2 separate regions of the Triticum aestivum genome follow, and region 1 is linked to region 2. The links are chromatin contacts, called in public HiCAR-type maps. All regions are on one chromosome and are shown on one strand. The core of a region is the stretch at or near the end of the contact, and the rest is flanking DNA. Distances in the headings are between cores, read along the strand shown.

The links. HiCAR-type assays count read pairs that join an accessible place to other places.
Region 1: a contact with region 2 is called in a HiCAR-type map of leaf, with 3 times the contacts expected there. The contact joins two enhancer-like sites. A contact is called at or near these places in 1 of 5 Hi-C or Micro-C datasets (an unstated tissue) and 1 of 1 datasets of contacts at active chromatin or transcription factors (leaf).

What each region holds. Positions count from the first base shown.
Region 1 is chr2D:592,665,779-592,672,700 of IWGSC CS RefSeq v2.1, forward strand. No RefSeq gene overlaps it. Among protein-coding and RNA genes, the nearest start is that of LOC100136986, 16 kb to the left of the region's middle. Within about 2 kb of position 4,528, at least 1 of the 8 cell types and tissues checked has an H3K27ac peak or open chromatin away from gene starts, as enhancers often do. A contact at or near this core is called in leaf, where this site is marked.
Region 2 is chr2D:592,501,076-592,508,465 of IWGSC CS RefSeq v2.1, forward strand. No RefSeq gene overlaps it. Among protein-coding and RNA genes, the nearest start is that of LOC123050226, 9.0 kb to the left of the region's middle. Within about 2 kb of position 4,251, at least 6 of the 8 cell types and tissues checked have an H3K27ac peak or open chromatin away from gene starts, as enhancers often do. A contact at or near this core is called in leaf, where this site is marked.

The sequences.
Region 1 (6,922 bases), core at 3,278-5,777, 160 kb after region 2:
CCGTGGTGCCTAGCTCTCAGGCGCTGCACTAGTGCAACGCCTGGGAGCTAGGCGCTGCAGTAGTGCAACGCCTAGGAGCTAGGCGCTACACTGTATAGTGTGGCGCCTAGCTCTTAGGCGCTGCACACTGACTTAGTAATTTTCGGATCACACGGGTGCGACGCTGACCGTGTAGCGCCTATCTGTGAGGCGTTGCACAGTGTAGTATGGCGCCTTCGTGTCGGGCGTCACACAAAAAGGTCAGCCGCGTGAAATAGTTTCACGGACAGTTCATTCTGTGATTTGATTTCGTCTATAGGTCAAATTTGTTAAATTTGCCGCTGAAAACCGCAACGCTTGAGGCTCCCGTTGACCAAGTCGGATCCACAGAAACATTCTCAATGGTTTTAGCAGTCCCTTTTCCTTGCCTTGAAAAAGAAAGCAGCCGCTTTTTCTCGAGAAAAAGCCACGACACAAATGATCCTGAAAGAAGCAAAAAATATCGTCCGGTTCTCAAGCAATCCTCTGCATTCTCAATCTCGCACATACCGGTGTCACTCCGAAGATGTCGGGGGGACGAAGCTGGAAGAGAGATCCTACGGGGTGGACACGGCTGTTATGATCCCGACCTCATGTAAGCTCGGGTGAACAGTAAAATAAAAAAATCTGATTTTTTTGGTCACATTTTACACGAATGTTATCTGGTGGCTATCAAAACATTTGTTAAAGTTTCACACAAAAACAATTCAGATCTTTTTGATTTTTTTTAATTTACTGTTCACCCGAGCTCACATGAGCCCGGGATCATAACAGCACTTTCGCCTATGGGGTCAGCTATATAGTGATGATCTCATTTCCATAAATTTACAGTGATTAGATTAACCTTAGTTAAGGATTTTCAAAATGACAAAATGCACTAGTGGTTATATGGAGCTGCGTCCCTGTGTCGTCGATGTAGCTTGGCACCGCCTCCGAAAAGGAGTGTAATATCCTCGCAGGCAGCCAAAAAAGACACTGAACTCTGCCCAAAAGCGCAAGCGTCGTGGATCCAGGACGACTCGCGACTCAAAGGTGAAGGCGATGCTGAGTCAATGTTCACTCGCGAACACGTCACCGTGTAGCCTCGGCATCGAGTGTGATACACAGGACACGTTGAAGGAGCCTTGCCGAGAGCGTGATACGCAAGACACACAGGCGAAGTCTTTTGGGAACCCGAAACTCCACAGGCCTGGGAGGACCCCGTTAGGACACGTGGTGGCAATGGGGTGCCCTAGGTCGACCTAATGTCCTCTTGGGTCTCATGGATCGCTGGCCTAGGAGGACCCCGTCAGGACACGAAGGACGAGGAAGAACAAGTGCAAGGTAGAAGGAAAAGATAAAAGTGGTAGGTTGGTTTATTGATTCTGTGTTGTTCAATCAGCCATCGCCTTTCATCTATTCATGAGGCGGCTGTACTTCCCATACAAGAAAATAACTTCAAATTCTGTTCAAATCTTTTGAAAACTAATCAAACTCGGATTACACGTGGGTTTGAAACAACAATTTGGTTTTTGAGACCCACAGGCCGCACAAATGGAGATGGCTCCAAAAGAAAATTTATCCATTTCAACAAATATTTTTCAACTCGATGTCGTCTTGGGGGTCGAATACCTAACGACATGTCTAAGACATGTATCAAACAATGTATGAGACCAGGAGAATGTTTTCTTAGCTTTGGAAGTTGCATATGAGCTCGGATGAAGATGACCCAAAAATTAAAGTTTTATGTATTGACTATGCCAACAATGTTCATGTAGAGCACTTTCCATTTTATGACGTTTTGGGGGCGTAATATGGCGAGCAACACCCCGAGCACCAACTCCTGAGCAGAGCTTCCCCATGCATCAGCACGCTCGAGCACTGTTTTGGCTCATTAATATCTATTTTGATCATCTCTTATCATATTATACCTTTGAGCCGCTCTTTGCAAAGATGACTTCCAATCATAAAATTGACTTCATCATGTTATACCTTTGAGCCGCTCTTTGCAATCATGCATTTTTTAGCGTCAACTGCCGAGGGATGTACTTTTGTAGCTTTTACCGTGTCTGCCACCTAAGGAAGGGGCGAGAGAGGACGACCAGCCTTGACCATTGATCTGAAGAGCACTTCGACACCGCCGCTACAACCTCGGTCCCACTGACTGGGAGATTAAATCGTGCACCCAAATGCAAGATCCAGCCGCCGCACAGAAGAGCTCCGAGATCTGTCCATGATCAGGAGGGAAACCGTCGAATTTTATGAGGATTTGGGGCACACCTATCCGATGCCGCAACATTGTCGAAGCAACATCGCACGCTCGAGCACTTCTGAACACATAGGAGAGGAGTCGCCGCCGGATGGGAGAACGCCAAGAGAATTGTCTCTCTCTTTTTCTTAGATACAAAAAGTTATGTATAAAAACTTTATACGTCGCATCACAACGCGATGTCCTCTTTTCATATTTGTCAGTGTGTTTGACAATTATGGGATTTTTATAAATGGAGGAGGACCCCCGGCCTCTACATCTGGACGATGCATGCAGCCACTTTATTAATTATTCACACAAGACTTTACAAACTCATTCAACAATAAGACTGAAGACACCGTCTAGACAACAAAAGTGTCGCTACTCCTATCCAATTGATGAAGTGATGCTGATAGTCTGGGCCTAATACGAAACAGACCTCGCAGCCAAACCTAACATCTAAGACCTGAGGTCCCAACCAGGACGCCTGCCGGGTATGGGCACCCACCAGTCCGGCGTGCTCCTCAACCAGGACGTCTGCCAGGTATGAGGCCGCCGTAGCCACCTGCCACCAATCCATCTTCAGAGCTGTACTGTTGCATGAACGTTGCCCGGTCTAACTGCCGCCGACGCCACCACGACGCCAGACAGCGTCGACCTCCTGCGCGAGTCCATCATCGCACATCAGACGCCTAATCTCCAGAGCGCCATGCCATCGAGATCCGACACCAACAATGTGTGCGATGAAGCACCGCTCCTCCTCTTGTCACCTCCAGCCATCACTTGCTCCAAAACGATGCCCCCATGAGGGAAAGCGCTACTAAGAACGCCATCATCGTCCGATCCGGGAGACCCAGATCTAGGGTTTCCCCTGGAGCATCCCGAGCCCGATGACGCCAACTGCGACAACGATGCCTCGACAAGGAAACGACATCAAAGACGCCGCCATCGTTCGCCATGACCGTAGTCGGCGCGATTTTCATCGGCAGTTGCGCCACCGGGCGTACGGCGCCGGCCTCGCTGGTTCCTTCGACCGTAGCAAACTCCAAAACGATGCCCTGAAGAGGGACTACGGCGCAAGAGCACCATCATCGCTCGATCCCATGGAGATCTAGGGTTTTCCCCGGAGTTGCCCGGGTTGTCAAGGACCAGACAAAGATGCCGACGTGTCGCACTTGCCATCGCGTCGACCATGACCCGGAGACCAAGCTCACGCCTAAGCCCAGATCTGGCCGCGCCGCCGCCGATCTGGTCACGCCGCCGTCGTCCATGGCGACCGTGGCGCCCCACATTTTGAAGCCGCCTGCCATGGGGAATGGGATCGCCGGAGCGCCGCCAGCCCCCGTCGTGACGTCCGGCCGGACGCCACGCTCCGGCCCGGGGGCGCCGGCCCGCGCCAGCTCCTCACGAGCGGGAGGGCACCTAGTCCCCGCCGCCGCCGGCAACGGTAAGGCTTTGCCTGGCCGCGCCCTTGGGCGGCGGCGAGGGAGGAGGACGACGAGAGGGGGAGTCGGGGACGACGGGATCTGGAGGCCTCCCAGCCGCCGCACAGGGGCGACTCGGGAGGGACGGGAGGAACGGGAATCTTGAGTTAACAAATGATGGAGGTCGTATAACTGTCCATATCGTGGGATTATAGAAGCTAGTACGTGGTAGTAGTATTTTGTGTAAGGAAAGAGGCTCAGGCTACTGCTGTATGCTACTGTAGTTTGGTTTGTGATTAAGATTGTCAAAGGTTGTCACATTAAGATTAGGCTAGGTTTGATCAACTTAGATGAGTGTTCGGTTCAAACTACATCTTACGTAAAGCCATACTAGGGCCTCACATGATATACACATAAAATGTGTGGCAAGATTCACTTAGGCTTGCCAACTTGTGTCTCTCATTTGTTGAATTAATCTTAGACAATCTTGGCAAAAATGTGTGGCAAAATATAACAATGCATGGCCTAAAACCAAACCGCCCCAAATTCCAACCCCAGCCAAGCATTGAGATAGACCAGCAAGATCTTTCATTATTGGAATTCGCAGAAACTTCCGAGTCACACTCACTTGCTCCCACCGGTCTCAAGTCTTGATCAGGCACACGCACGTAGTGGTAGTAGTACATCCGACCGATTAATTGGAATGGATCGAACCGCGAGCGGCGCGTAGAGCGGTCGTACGTGTTCATCCAGTGAGATTAGTCAGCAAAGACACTTAATTCGCTACGACTTATCTGCGTGCAGACGAAAAATGTTTGGTGAGTCAAGGATGCAGGGAAGAACATGTCACATGTGACTAGTAGAACGCGAGGTCGCCATCTGTCTGACACCGGACTGATCCTGGAACAGTAGGATGCATGCGCCCACGCACGAATAGTCGCGCGCAAGTTGGAGGACTCGATCAGGAAATTACGAGGAAACGTGAGTGCGGTTTGTCTCGGGTCTTGGTTTTTTCCGGACGCAGCTCTCAGTCGGCTGGGCTTACGAAGGCGATGTCTTGCGCTGAAGGTGATCGTTTCACGATTTGGCGGCTAGAGCTGCGGCCCTGAACGAGAGACTGGTAGCATGTTTTCGAATTGATTCAGCGGGTTAGACTGCAGATGGCATGCCTTCATGGGGATTTAGCGTAGCAAAAATGCATCGAAGGCCTCTAGCGTTATGAGAGCTTACGCAATAACTTCAATATTTTATCGTGTTCTCGAGGTTATTTAGAGGTTTAGATCTTGAATTGCTTGTTTTCATGGGAATTTAGCACAAATATGTCTTTTTTTGGTGTTCTTAGTCCACCAACATGATTACGAGGAGATTTTAGTGTTACTAGTACATATGTCCGCGCGTTGTAACGGGAGAGAATTGTTTTTATGAGAGACAACGAGAGAGATAATTGATGTGTCCATAAAAAACGGCGCCCGCGGCGAGGAGCTGCGGTCTTCTCTTGACTCGTGTGTTTTCCTCTGAGATCTTGATAATGGTGGGGTTTGTCGGCGTGACGGCGACCACCCAACTAGTGTCTTTTTTTTCCTCTGGGTACACCTTTGTCTTCGGGTTGTGGCAGCCCGGCGACCTTCGCGGCACGGTTGCTTCGAGCACTCTCTCATACAACAGCGTATCTGGATGGATTGCTAACCGTAGCGAATAAATCTCATTTCATTAGCATATTCTTTTTTTGAACACAGTACAGACGCAAGCGCTCATATACACGCGCATACACTTATCCCTATGAACGCACACACGCACACCCTACCCCTATGAGCACCTCCGAAAGACTGAGCCGGCATATCATCTTGAACTTTACGAAGTCGCCGTAGGCACCTCGTCGTCGACGAGAACGTCTCCTCCCACTGAATGCGCATCGCCGGAAATTCTAAAATAAATCCAAGGATAAATGCGAGCAACAGGACTTGAACCCTGGTGGGCTGGGGATACCACAGTACCTCTAGCATATTTAGCGCACAAACATACATAAATGTCCTTTCTTTATAAGGATTTATCTCGGCCAGCTCACTGGCAGGCACCGAAACGGCCTGTATTTGTAAGCCATTAGTACAAAAATAAAAAAAAGGTGCGTTAAAGATCAAACTCACGACTTCAAAGACCCGATCATGTCCTGCTAGCCATTCGAACAAACACGTCCTGCTAATCCATGTCCAGCGTGAATATTTAAGAACATACCGCACTGTAAGATTCGGAATATTTTCTTTATTTTTGTTGATTCTTTTTTAACTTTTCAAAATAAAAAAATAACTATGAATTATCGAATTTTTAGAAACATGAAGATTTTTATAAAACCCAAACAATTTTTAAAAATGCAATTTTTTTTTGAAAATTCTGTACATTTTTGGAAAAGCATGAACAAAATTCTAAATGATATTTTTTTTGAAATAAACATACCTTTTTTTGAAAACATGCATGTTTCATAAACAAGATGAACACTTTTTGTATTTGTGAACAATTATTCAAACTGCAAGTATGTTTTGAACATTCAGAACAATTTTAGAAAATGCTTTTTAAATGCGAACATTTTTTAATATTTCATGAAAACATGATTTTTTTCGAATTTGAAAAAAATAAATGCCTTTTATAAATTTTCGATTTTTTAAGAAAATGCAAATATTTCCTTAAAATGATGACATTTTTTGAATTTAAAAAAATCTGAAGAAACAAAAAAATTAAAGTTCTAAATATTTTTTGAATAGACATTTTTTGGAATTCTGAAAAATTTCTGAAAACTTGAATAAAATTTGAAATTATGAATTATTTACTAAAATATAGAATTTAAAAAACAAGAAAAGAAAATAAACTTGCAAGGAAAACAAGAAACTGTAAAGAAAAAAAAAGAAAGGAACATAAATAGAGAAATAGACAACAACACATAAAAACCGAAAACGGGTCGGCCTAGTCTTAGGCGCCCGTGCGAATCTTCGATTATTTGACGAAAATAAGTGGGCTGTCTTGACTGAGCCACAGCGTGCGCAGCCCACGTAAGAAATTCTTGACAAGCCATTTTTTCATTTATAGCAGACGGACATGCAAAAATTTATTACCACCTCGGACAGATTTTTTTTTCTTTCCGACGGTGAGCGGACCAAAAATCAGAGAAACACGCCTCCCTTTGATATTAGGTATACAATGGAATGATCAGAAATTATTTTTAATTATGGTCAGGGCATCTTTTATTCTTATCTTTTCCTTT
Region 2 (7,390 bases), core at 3,001-5,500:
GCTTGTTGTGAGCGATACATCCGCGTCACTCCTTGCTGGGCTGGCTCAGAAGCTTCCGCACGCTTGCTATTCGGCTCGCTCTGGGCTCCTATCACATTTTTTCAACGCTCTTTCACTTTTTAATGTGATTAGGTCTTGAATGCTGCCTCACACGAAATAATAGAATTCGGTCCTTTTGGTTTTGAAAAAGTTGGTGCAAATACAAATTGGTAATGGATTTAAAAAGTTCATAGGTTAAATTTTTTTTGCGTGAACCCGTATTTTTGTAAATATTTTTTCAAAAAATCACAAATATGGAAAATCACACGAGATGAAAAAAATGTTCTTTTAAAAAATGTTCACAAATTTTAAAAAATGTTCAAGATTTTTAATAAATTTTCATAAATTAAATAAGTGTTCTTAAATTTTAAAATAAGTTCATGGATTTGAATTCGGAAAAAGGTAAAAAAAATGCTTTTCATGAATTAAAAAATGTGCACATATTAAACCAATGTTCATGGATTCAATAAAATTCCATTCATGGATTTGAACAATACTAACCATGAATTCAAAAAATAATCACGAAGTTGAAAAATATTCACAAATATAAAAAAGAAGATTTACAAAGAGGAAACAAAAGAAAAACTGAAAAAAGGAATACTTGCGAGAAAACATTGGAAAAAGTAAAGAAGAAAAAAGAACTTCTCGAACCTTCCAAAAACTGGGCAGAAGGTTCCAGAAGCTTCAAGAAACAGAAAGCAGATTTCTTTTAGTCCCGCTACTTTTGTTTGAGGCAATGTTCGTCCTGCAACGTTTTCCTAGACAATGTTAGTCCTGCTACTAAATGTTGCAGAGGGGATGAGTGCTCACTGTTGGGGTCCGGCCTATGTAAGCGAAGTGGGCCAACTAGATCTAGGAAGACAAGAAGATTTCTGGCCTTGGGCAACCCAGGCTTGACATTTTTCATTTTGTCCCGAGAGCTCCTAATTGCGAAATCACCGGTCAAGGGTTATCTAAAGGTCACTTCCACCTTCTTAGGTCGCAACCTAGATCTTTTTTTGTTTTCATGGATTTGTTTATTTAAAATGTTTTATCTCCTGAACTGTGTGTTTAAATCCTGACTGTTTTCATTGTTGGATTTCCCGCATTTGAGATCTTCGAAACTAGATCACATGTTGATAGATTTTGAAGAATTTTTTCATGAAAAAACCTTAAAAAGAATTCTGAAGCCGGAAGTATGTTTTTTACCTTTCCCCTTTTTCGAGAAGCACAAAGCACATTTTTTCCCTTTTCCAGAAACACAGTTGTGCTTCTCGCGCAAGCAAATATGTGCCTCCATGAGAAGCAAATTTGTTCTTCTACCTTCTAGTAGAAGCATAGAATTTTTTTATTTTTGATGTGTTTCTCGCCAAAGCAAATATGTGCCTTCACGAGAAGCAAATTTGTGTTTCTTGTGGAAACACATGCTTTTTTTTTTTTTCTGATAAGCATAGTTGTGCTTCTCGCGGAAGAAAATTTGTTCATCCACGAGAAGCAAATTTGTGCTTCTTGTGGAAGCACATGTTTCTTTTCTAAATTGTGCTTTGCGGAAAGAAATCTATGCTTACACGAGAAGCATGTGAAAGCACAACTTTTTTCCTTTTCAAAAAGCACAATTGTGCTTCTTGGAAGTAAATATGTGCCTCCACGAGAAGCAAATTTGTGCTTCTCGTGAATGCATAGAAATGTTTCATTTCTGAGAAGCACATCTGTGCTTCTTGAGGAAGCAAATATGTGCCTCCACGAGAAGCCAATCTGTGCCTCTTGTGGAAGCATAATTTTTTCTCATGTGCTTCTTGCGGATGCAAATCAGTGCCTTCACGAGAAGCAAACATGTGCTTCTCATGAAAGCACATATATTTTTCCTTTTACGGGAAGCACATCTGTGCTTCACATGAAAACAAATTTGTGCCTCCATGACAAGCAAATATGCGTTTCTCGTAGAAGCACAATTTTTTTCCAAGCAAAAAAAAATCCTAAACTATTCTCTTCAAAACCTAGGGAAAACCAAAAGGCCGGGAAATTCTCTCTAAGACCCTCATCTAAAACCCGAAAACAAGTACACAAAATAATTAAAAAAACCCAGAGGAAGCCCCCAGCATGTGATATGTGGTGGCGGTTAGACGCACCACTTGGCGTGCTCCTAGGGCACCAAAAAGGACCCCTGAAGGTCCATCGCAAGAGGCAACCTCAAATTAGTTGACATATTTTTTAGGGGTATTAGTTGACCTCTCCTAATTGCTGCCCTATGCGCCCGTTGAGGAATTGGCGTTTACGCACCATCCCGCTTATGGACCGGCCCAATACAATGTTTCGAGCGCTGGATTTGTTCATGGATCTATTGCTAATCAAAGAAAAGCTTTCAGGTTTGCTTGGTTCCCAATTGACCGGTCGCTATTGACCGTCGACCGAGGCCTATGTTGATTGTTGACTTTACAGAAAAATTCATAAAATTCAAAAACAAATACTAAAAATAGAAAGTTTACGAATTTAAAAAATTCAAAAATTAGATTTCATACTTTGAAAAAGAAATCATGAATCTGATTTATTTTTACAAATTTGAAAAAAATCATGAATTTGAAAAGTAATTCATGAATCTGAAAAAGGTTACTGATTTGTTAAAAATTTCAGAAAAACCAAGAAAAAGTTCATGTGTTTTGAAAAATAGTGAATTTGGAAAAAGTCCTTTGATTTTGAAAAAAAATCGGATTCAATAAGTTCATGAATTTGAAAAAAGGTCGCATATTTGTGGTTAAAAAGTTCAGAAATTAGAAAAAGTTCACGAATTGAAGGAAAAGTGTTCACAAAAATTCATAAAACTTCACCAATTTGAAAAAGTTCACTTATTTAAAAAAAATAAAAAACTGAACAAAAGCAAACCAAAACAAACAAAAATAAAATAAAATCCTCGCCTGAAGCTTCCGAAAACCGGCTTAGAATCTTCGTGTAGCTCCCCAAAACCAGCGATCGAATATATCAAGTACGTTTGAATGGGCTAGCCCACAAAGAATCGATCGGAGGTAGGGAGGGAGGGGAGGGGTGCGCCAGGTTGTGGTTTTAGCGCCGAATATGAATTGGGTTTTCTCCCATGGAACTCGTTCCCATTTTCTAGTCTCCGTGGAGGGACTAAAACTAGCTCTTAACATTGGGTGCGATGCGATCTTCATTCAAATGGATTATCTGGTTGTTGTTGAAGCGCTTAAACTCAACACAGGATATTTCATGATCTCAACACCAATTCTTGATGAATGTAGTAGTTTGATAGATGACTTGGGAAAGGTTTTTATTGAGCAATGTAATAAAGAATCAAATAATGTAGCTCACGTGTTAGCCGTGGCTTTGTACGCACTTTAGATCTCAGCATAGCGTCAGAGACAGCCCAGACCTACATGCTACAGCTGCAGAGCGGGGATTAGCCTCCTTGGCCCCTGAGAAAAATTGCTTGTGACTGCTTCCTGATAATGTCCGCGAAATGATACTAAAATGCTGGAACGATCCTGATCCTGTAATGAACGGTGACCTCGTCGCGAGAAGCATTTTCATCTGTGAGACGAGAAATGGAATCGACTAGTTCGTCTGCATGATGATGTTGGATCAGCATGCGAGAAAAGCAAATGCTCAGTTTGCACGCTGTTGCTTTACCCTTGCATGTCCTCCGTTTGGGAAAAGAGAAAAATAAATTACATACAGAAGTAGTAGTACACGAACAGCTTTCTTCCAGATTTCGTAGTTACTACGTACGTACTACTTTTCGTCTCGGACTGCACCGAGGATGATTACAGGGCCCTGGTTGTTACAGTACAGAAGCGTGGAAACTGATTGGTGGAAGAGTGCCCAAGCTGGTTGAGCCGAACCATTCCACCCCACGCTCCACAACAACTCAACCACGCAGCCACACAGCAGGCTATCTTCGATTCGGAAGATCGGGATGGGACGACGACGGGTCAGGTCAAACGGCGTGCGTGTTTAATTTTCAGCCAGTGGAACACGCGCGCAGTATTTCCGTTTCCACGAAACGGCCGGGATGGTCCAGACCCCAGAGAGAGCATGCCGTTCTGGAATTCTTCTCCGCGCGTTGGAACATTCAGCCGAGCTGACCGTGACGGCTTTGGCCCATGCCCGTTGGAAGATTAAAGGAACAGTAGGCAATAGCAGTTGCGCAGGTGCGTTGCTGTGTCAATCAATTAAGCGATGGCAGACCGAGGAAGTTGGTGAGAAGCGGGCCGAGGATGGAACCGGGTACCCGCGCTCAGTCCACACTCGACAGACAGCGAGCGGGCGAATGCTGGTACTAGTACTGTATATGCGTGCGGTCGGGTTCGATTTGCCACGAGCATCATCCGTGGATTTTTCTCTGAGTTAGAGTGAGCGATGTGGCGTGGATAAGACATGGCACGAGGAGCACGAGTATGTGTCCCTTTCTTAATAGTCTTCCCCTGTGCGGCCCATCATCCCTGACTGATCATAATTTAAGTCTCCACCTCAGCCTGTAATTTAAGTCTCCGTGGATTTTTCTCTGACTTAGAGCATCTTCGCCGTTGGCCCCCAGTAGGCATAAAAATCGTTGTCTGAGGCGAGCCGGCAGTACAATCGGCGCTGGGGCAGTTGGGCATCCAGCCGTCGTCCCCAGGCGCCGATATTGGCCCAGTTTTCGGCCCACTTTCAGCGAATAAAGGCCCCATGTGGGCGAGAATCGGCCCATATTCGTCGTGGTTCGGCGTTGAATTCTTAACATAAATATCTTTTTTATCACATAGTTCATCACAGAAAATCAAATAGTTCAACAAAATAGTGGAACAACAAATAGTTCAATACAAATTATATAGTTCAACAAATAAAAACTCATATTTCATCACACGTCGATCCCGGCGTTGCCCCTGAGCCTTCATAGGTGCTCCACCAGATCCTGCTGCAGTTGATGATGCACCTGTGGGTCTCGGATCTCCTGACACATACTGAGGCAGGCAGTCCAGGTTGCCGGTAGCTGGTGATCAACTTCGGCTAGAGGACCCTGCCTGTAGTATGGTTCAGTGTCAAACACTTGTCTCTTCCTACTCGCTCTCGATGATCATGTTGTGCAAGATGACACAGCAAGTCATGATCTCCCACATTTGATCTTTCGACCAGGTCTGAGTAGGGTACCGGACAACAGCAAATCGAGATTGGGGCACACCAAATGCCCGCTCGACATCCTTCCTGCAAGCCTCCTGCACCTTGGCAAAGCGGGACTTCTTGCCTCCTAGCACAATGTTTGAGATAGTCTTCACAAATGTAGACCATCTCGGATAGATGCCATCAGCTAGGTAGTACCCCTTGTTGTAGTGCCGCCCGTTGACCTCGAAGTTCACCGGAGGAGAATGACCTTCAACAAGCTTGGCAAAGATAGGGGAGCACTGCAGCACGTTGATGTCATTGTGAGTTCCTGGCATATCAAAGAAGGAGTGCCAAATCCAGAGGTCCTGTGTGGCCACCGCCTCAAGTACCACACTGCAACCGCCTTTGGCACCTTTGTACATCCCCTGCCAAGCAAATGGGCAGTTCTTCCATTTCCAATGCATGCAGTCGATGCTTCCAAGCATCCCAGGAAATTCTCTTGCTGCATTCTGTGCTAGGATCCGAGCAGTGTCTTCCGCATTGGGTGTTCGCAAGTATTGTGGTCCAAACACTGCGACCACTGCCCGACAAAATTTGTACAAACACTTAATGGCGATGGACTCGACCATGCGCTCATAGTCGTCGAGTGAATCACCGGGAGCTCCGTATGCAAGCATCCCCATTGCTGTCGTGCACTTCTGGATCGAGGTGAATCCAAGTTTGCCGGTGCAATCCATCTTGCACTTGAAGTAGTTGTCGAACTCCCGGATGTAATTCACAATCCTGAGGAAGAGCTATCGGCTCATCCGATAACGGCGCTGAAATGTTTTGTCGCCGTGCAGTGGAGCATCGACGAAGTAGTCGGAGTACAGCATGTAGTAGCCTTTGAGACGATGCCGGTTCTTTGCTTTCATCCGCCCCGGCGCCGAGCCACCTCGGCGCGGCTTTTCATTGCTCGCCAGCAGGGCGGCGAGGACCATGAGATGTTCCTCTTCCTGGACGTCGGCCTCGGCTTCCTCCTCCAGCAGCGCGGCGAGCGCTTCCTCGTCGTCCGAGTCCATTGCCAAGTGAGCGATGTGGGCGCATGGCACGAGGGGCACGAGGATGTGTCCCTTTCTTAATAACCTTCCCCTATGCGGCCCATCTTCCCTGACTGATCATAAGTCTCTACCTCATCCTGTAATTTATCTACAATACTCCCCTTCCATGTATATAAGGCCTAACGCGTTTTTCGAGATTAATTTTGACCACATGTTAGAGCAAGACATGCAAGTTACACAAAGCACATTATCAAATTCGTACGTGCAAGGAGCTTCTAGTGATATAATTTTCACATTATACCTTTCATATATTATTAATCTTATCAATAGTCAATGGCAACCTCAAAAAATGTATTAGGCTCTATATATGTGGAAGGAGAATGTAGTAAAAAAACTGCCGGTAGAAAAAGTATATTTTTTTTTCATAATCATCACTCTCTAAGTCTCTAGCCGCCTGAAATTTCCGAGAGCATATACTATTTGGCATTTCTTTTCTTGGGAAAGAGAAAGATCAGCGCAGCATAAGTTCAAACGCTGGACTGTTCAACCGCGTGGTTTAGAAAAAGATTGAAGCCAGATATGATAAACATATTCTTTAGCTGGACTCGTTCCTTCGTGGAATTGGCGAGTTGCTTCCTCAATAGCAGCTAGAAATTCCTTAGGCCTCCTTTGGTTCTGAAGATAGGAATGTCATAGCAATAGAAAAAGCGTAGAAAGTGAGATGACACATAACTCAATTCCTATACGAAAAGAGATGTCATTTGATACATGAAATATAATCTCTTTTTATTAAGTCTAGACTAATGTTCCTATTCAGCATAGGAATAGAAATCAATTGCTACAAACTAAATGATTTCAAAGGAATTTTCCTTTGAAAAACCTACTCTACAGAATTCCAACGAAAATCCAAAAGGAGGCCTTAATGGTGCAAGAGCGGAACCAATTTATCTCCCTCGCGAGAGCAAGAGGATGCCTTATTATCATGAACAACGTCTGCCCTTCCTCATGATTATGCAACCCAATAATCATATATAGTTTGAACAAAGCAATCATGAGTGCAGGAAGATAAAAAGTTTTTTCTCTACATGCATTCAAACTGCATTTGCATAAAATTTGTATGTTCATGCACGGATTTTTCTACTATGGTACACACATGGACTAAGTAGTCACCGCCATGCATTTTTCTGGGAACGTAAGCATCAACCTGACTTTATAGATAAGGAGCCCATTAGACCTTG